Linked DNA regions of Pan troglodytes: region 1 is linked to region 2. The links are chromatin contacts, called in public HiChIP or PLAC-seq maps. All regions are on one chromosome and are shown on one strand. Each heading gives the region's core, a stretch centred on a gene start, on an enhancer-like site or on the middle of the called end of the contact. The rest is flanking DNA. Distances are from core to core; before and after follow the strand shown.

Region 1 (2,951 bases), core at 281-2,780, 160 kb before region 2:
CACAGTCCAACTAACGCAAATCCTGATAAGCTCTTCCATCCCAGGAAAAAAAATTATCCACAAACACAATCACATACCTAAATAATAAATGTTTGGTGCCACCCAGCCACCATAGGGTAACTCTTGCAAATGATTTGAGGCTTCATGGTTTCCCCCAATGAACAGTGTGAGAACTGGGGCCTTTTTCTCTCCAGAGTAATACCTAGAACATAAGAGCAAAGTCAGTTACCACAATTAGGCATAGCAGAAAAGCAAATGAGTTCCAAAAAAAAAAAAGAAACTGAGTTCATCATAAAAAGTTAAAAAGCTCTTTCAAAAGGAATTGCCTGGGGCTGGACGCGGTGGCTCCCTCCTGTAATCCCAGCACTTTGGATGGCCGACACAGGCGGATCCCCTGAGGTCAGGAGTTCGAGACCAACCTGGCCAATGTGGTGAAACCCCGTCTCTACTAAAAATGCAAAAATTAGCTGGGTGTAATCCCAGCTACTCGGGAGGCTGAGGTGGGAGAATCGCTTGAACCCAGGAGACGGAGGTTGCAGTGGGTCAATATCGCGGTACTGCATTCCAGCCTGGGCAACAAAGCGAAACTCTGTCTCAAGAAAAAAAAAAAAAAAAAAGGAATTGCCCAGTATCCATCCTTGCCCTTAGGAATGAAGAGCTTCCACCTTGAGCCTCAAGTCAGTGCCCGTTCAATTAAGTCAAGAACTGTTTCGAGTTCATTGCCATAACCTCATCTTCTAGAACCACAACAAGCACATAGCAGGCGCCCAGTAAAAACTTCAGGATCATTGAATGAACTAATTCCAGAGTCCTATCAAGTACAAGGTAGCTATCTAAACCTGTCAGCTTCTTCCTCCAGGTTATCCCCTCCCAGGCTTCGATACCCTGTGAAATGGATAAGATGTGTATGGAAAGAAGCAAAGTGACATTTCCTAAGCACCTAATGAGATAGGGTGCTAGTGAAACTGACATAATTTGGTACCTAACTGAATACAGTACCTAACTGAATACATTTCCCGCCTCCCACTACCTCACCCCTGTATTCAGTTAGGCACCAATTAGAGACACAGAGCGAACAAAGACAGGATCTAAGGGAAACAGGCAGCCAGTGGCAGAGGGAACCCAGTCCCACCCCCCCACCGCCAAGTCCGGGCCCGGCCGCGTCCTCACCTGTAGAAGGTTTGCATGTGACGATACTTGGGCGGCACGGCCATGCAGCGTAGATCCGCCTCGTTGCGCACCGCCTGGAAGTCGCCGCAGCACAGCAAGAGGTCGACAGGCCCCGGGCCGCGCCGCTCTGCCAGCGCCAGCGTCTCATAGATCTTATCCAGCTCGCCGTGGCAGCAGCCAGCCACAGCCACCCGCATTCTGCCGGCCTGAGGAGGTAAGATGAGCGCTGCCTGCAACGCCCTACACCACAGCCAGCCCAGGACCGACTGATCGCTCAGCTCCCGCCAACTTTAATAAGTAGAGCCACCGCCTGGGTGTAGACGCCTGCAAAATAATTCACTTCCGGTTTCCAGATCTCGCGAGAGAGGGACCGGGAAGGTCAAACCTAATTCTGGGATCCCAGGGAACTTATTTTCTTTTTTTCCTTTTTTCTTTTTTTTAATTATTGTTTTATGCAGTCAATATCTTTTTGTATATACATCCACAAATGTACTCTTTCCATCCTTACTCTTTTCTTCCTGGATTTCCATTTTTCTCTTTGGAATCATTTTTCTTCTGTCTGAAGAGCTCAGTTTAAGTTTTCCTGTTTGTTTACTGTAGGCCGACGACAGATTAATTTTTTTCTAGATATTTGTTTGTTTAAAAATTTCTTTCCACTCTGGGGAAAATGGTGAAACCCTGTCTCTACTAAAAATACAAAAATTAGCTGGGCGCAGTAGCGCACGTCTGTAATCACAGCTACTTCAGAGGCTGAGGCAGGAGAATCCCTCAAACCCAGGAGACGGAGGTTGCAGTGACCTGAGATCGCGCCCCTGCACTCCAGCTTGGGCGACAGAGCGAGACTCCGTCTGAAAAAAAAAAAAAAAAAAAAAAAAGAGAGAGACAAAAGAGAAAGAGAGAGAGAAGAAAAGAAAAGAAGCCAGTGTGCTGGCTCACACCTGTAATCCCAGCACTTTGGGAGGCTGAGGCGGGCGGATCACGAGGTCAGGAGTTTGAGACCAGCATGGCCAACATGGTGAAACCCTGTCTCTACTAAAGATACAAAAAATTAGCTGGGCGTGGTGGTGCACACCTGTAATCCCAGCTACTTAGGAGGCTGGGGCAGGAGAATCGCTTGAACCCAGGAGGCAGAGGTTGCAGTGATCTGAGATCGTGCCATTGCACTCCAGCCTGGGTGACAGGGTGAGACTCCGTCTAAAAAAAAAAAAAGAAAAACAAAGAAAGAGATGTCTTTGTTTCACCTTAATTCATAAAGGGTGTGTTTACTGAGTACTGAATACCAGTTAAGCAGTGTGTGTGTGTTTTGTTTTTTTTTTTTTTTTACAAAGCATTTCAAAAATAGCATTCTATTATCTTCTGGCTTGCATTATCTTCTACTGAGAAGTCACCTATAAACTTAAGGTTTTTTTTCATTGAAAGTAATGTGGGTTTTTTGTTTGTTTGTTTGTTTTTTGTTTTTTTGAGACAGTCTCTCACTCTGTTGCCCAGGCTGGAGGCGGTGGCACGATCTCGGCTCACTGAAACCTCCGCCTCCCCAGTTCAAGCGATTCTCCTGCCTCAGCCTCCCAAGTAGCTGGGATTACAGGTGCACACCACCATGCCCAGCTAATTTTTTGCATTTTTAGTAGAGACAGGGTTTCACCATGATGGCCAAGCTGGTTTCGAACTCCTGACCTCAAGTGATCCGCCCACCTCGGCTTCCCGAAGTGCTAGGATTACAGGCGTTAGCCACCGCGCCCAGCCAGTAATGTGTCTTTTTCTTTGCTATTTACTGTTTTCTC
Region 2 (2,943 bases), core at 284-2,783:
CTCTTTTTTAAACCACTAGGCTTTTGAAATCCACATGCAAACTGCTGGTCCTACTGAGGACAATAAGAGAGAAACCAGATGTCTCAAAACCACTAATGCTCTATTATCTAGGAGGCTCTGTAGCCTTGGTATGCATCTTACTGGGGCCAGCTGATGATGAGGCATTTTAAGTTCGTTTTAAAATGTTCCCATGTTGCAGATCATCCAGCTGATCTCCTTATGACCAAGCACTCTCTCTTAATTCCAGGGTCTATGCCTGCATGTTTTTACCATCACTTCAGAATCAACCACTGTCTATTGTCCAGGACCAAGAAGAAGAGCAGTTGCTGGCTTCTGAATTCACTTGTCCCACATGCAAATGAAGTAAGGCACTCTATATAACAAATGTCCAGCACATAATATATCTCAAAACACATTTGTTAATAAGTGAAATTTGATGAGAACAGTGGTGGGATAACTGGGTCTCCACAAAGCACACAGTTACAGACTCATGCCCAAAGTCAAAAGAACCTATACTGTATTCTCTGTGCAAGCTGCAGTTGTATTTCAACAAGAACAAAATAACGGTCACATCGAGTTATGTTGATTCGTATTTTCTTGGTTTGTAGCTTTATTTAATGCATGTTTAGGTTTTATGGTTGTATAAGCACTATAAATATAAACAGCTTCTACTCAGTTTTGTTTGCATTAATTTTGTTTGCATAAAATTTGTCATCACTGGGGTTCCAAGATAAGTTTTGTCCCTTTAAGACGGAAGGGTACATCACTCAAGTTTGAGAACACTGTCACGTACTGCTGGCAAACAGAATGTCACTTTTATACTGCAACCCCGCTCTAATCACCCTCCTCTTCCCCGAGCCCAACCCAGAGCTGGAAGCTAGCGCCCCTTGAGGCTTACCTGCAGGGCAATTTCCTTCTTCCTGCTGCCCATGGCTCTGTAAAGAAGACGAAGCCCTGTTACCGCGGCCGTGGGCCGTTCCCCCGCAGCCTCGCGACAAACCGCTGCGTGGATCAGCAAGCCCAGAGCCTCCTTCAGACAAGCCCCCCTCCTACGGCCCCCGGCCCCTTTTTAAGGTGCTTCTAACTGGCGGCAAATCAACACACTGATACAAAGTGAACACCCCACGAGGAAGCGGAGCCTGCAGTCCACGGGCTCGTGGCTCGCCGGGCGGTTTTCTGGGGATGTGCGAAGCCCCCTCCCCACCCCGGAGCCGGCCAGGGGGCGCGCGCAGAGGCCGGAGTCAGTGCGCCGGGCGCGGTGCAGCCTGTCGGGCACAGGGTCGCCAGTCGAGGAATTCTGACAAAAAAAACGACATGGGACCCTGTTATCCCTGCTGTTCTTATGGATTACTGGGAAACTGAGCCACTGCGAACGACAGGTACAAGATCTTCGACGCGCCCGGAGTCACCAACCGAGTCTGCAGCGACCTAGCCGCGGTCGTCATGGCAACCTGGCCCCCCCGCCAGGCCTGCCAGGAAAGCCGGCGGACACGTAAGCCACGCCCACTCTGGGCCCAACGCAGTCTCTCCGCGGAGGCTCTGAACCCAGCCAGGGAGAGGCAGGAGGGAGTCCCGCCCCTTGCCCTCCATATCGGACCATAGGAACCCACTCATTGGCTGCAGCGTTTGTCAGCGTCTGGAGGTTTGAACCCACCAAGCAAAGACCCAGTGCATCTGTGCGTTGCACAGTCGCATCTGTGAATCCCTGCATCCCTCCTGCCCTGCCTGCCAAGACTGATGTGCAGCTTTTCTACCATCACATACCGGTATAATGTGTGCAAGGTGGGGGGTGTCTCCAGGTTTTGAGGGGTCTGCAAGCGTTCTCTTTAAGGCAAAGAATATGAAATTACAAATTCAAAATTAGATATGAAAGTCAAGTGAGACACATACAAAACAGTTACAGACATTGTAGATATTAATCCAACTGTATCAATAACCACTTTAAATGTGAATAATCTGATTACACCAATTAAAAAAGAGATTGTCAGAATGGATTTCAAAAACAAAGCCCAATCGTGTGTTATCTACAAGAAAATACATTAAAAGCAAAAGGATAGAGAAAGCTATACCAGGCTGACACTAATTAAAAAAATAGCTGAAGTAGGTATGTTAATTTCAAGAAAAGCAGACTTCAGAACAAGGAAATTTATCAGGTATAAACAGGGACATTACATAAAGTTAAAGGGATCAGTTATTTGGGAAGACATAACAATACTTAATATGTATGTACTTAAAAACAGAGCACCGAAATATGTGAGGCAAAAGAAGATAAAACTGCAAGGAAAAATAGGTAAACTCAGTATTATAATAGAATGCTTTCATACCATTTTTAAAAAGTAATTAATACATCCAGCAGAAGCAAATGAGCAAGGATATAGTTGAACTGAAAAAAATATATGAAATTGATCTAATTGACATTTATACAATATTTAGCTCAACAACAGCGGAATATAGATTCTTTCTCAAGCTCACATGGGACATTCACTGAGATAGACCACAATCTAGGCCCTAAAACATAGCTTAACAAATTTAAAAGGATAGAACAAAGTCTGTTCTCTGACTACAATAGAATTAAACTAGGAATCAATCACAGCTGATGAAAGAGATCTCACAGATTTAAATAAATGAAGAAATATTCCATGTTCATGGATAGGAAGAATTAATATTGTTAAGATATCAATTCTTCCCAAGTGAAGCATACACCAAATGATTTCCATCCAGGGAGTGCTGATACCCTGTTTGGCCATGAGGTACCCAGCAACCCTCTGTGAAGTACAGGGCGATGGGTATACTGGAGACCGAACATCTTCCTACCTGTCATCCTACCTTCTCCCACTCCAGCTCCGAATCCACCTACTCTTTTCTTGCATTCAGTCCCATGGCAATATTCAGTTCCATGATAATATTACACAGAGCCACAGGCAGTCCTTAAGACACCACATT

The links. HiChIP or PLAC-seq counts read pairs in DNA pulled down with a chosen protein or histone mark.
Region 1: a contact with region 2 is called in an H3K4me3 HiChIP or PLAC-seq map of stem cell-derived excitatory neurons, with 6 times the contacts expected there. The contact joins the promoter of DBR1 here to the promoter of NME9 in region 2. A contact is called at or near these places in 2 of 7 Hi-C or Micro-C datasets (induced pluripotent stem cells and stem cell-derived neural progenitor cells) and 1 of 1 datasets of contacts at active chromatin or transcription factors (stem cell-derived excitatory neurons).

The regions. Positions count from the first base shown.
Region 1 is chr2:141,382,236-141,385,186 of NHGRI_mPanTro3-v2.0_pri, forward strand. DBR1 (debranching RNA lariats 1) reads right to left here and starts at 1,531. Exons shown (of 8, transcript XM_526319.7): 1 at 1,171-1,531; 2 at 78-202. The coding sequence starts at 1,367.
Region 2 is chr2:141,541,795-141,544,737 of NHGRI_mPanTro3-v2.0_pri, forward strand. NME9 (NME/NM23 family member 9) reads right to left here and starts at 1,534. Exons shown (of 12, transcript XM_063807225.1): 1 at 1,414-1,534; 2 at 899-935. The coding sequence starts at 1,445.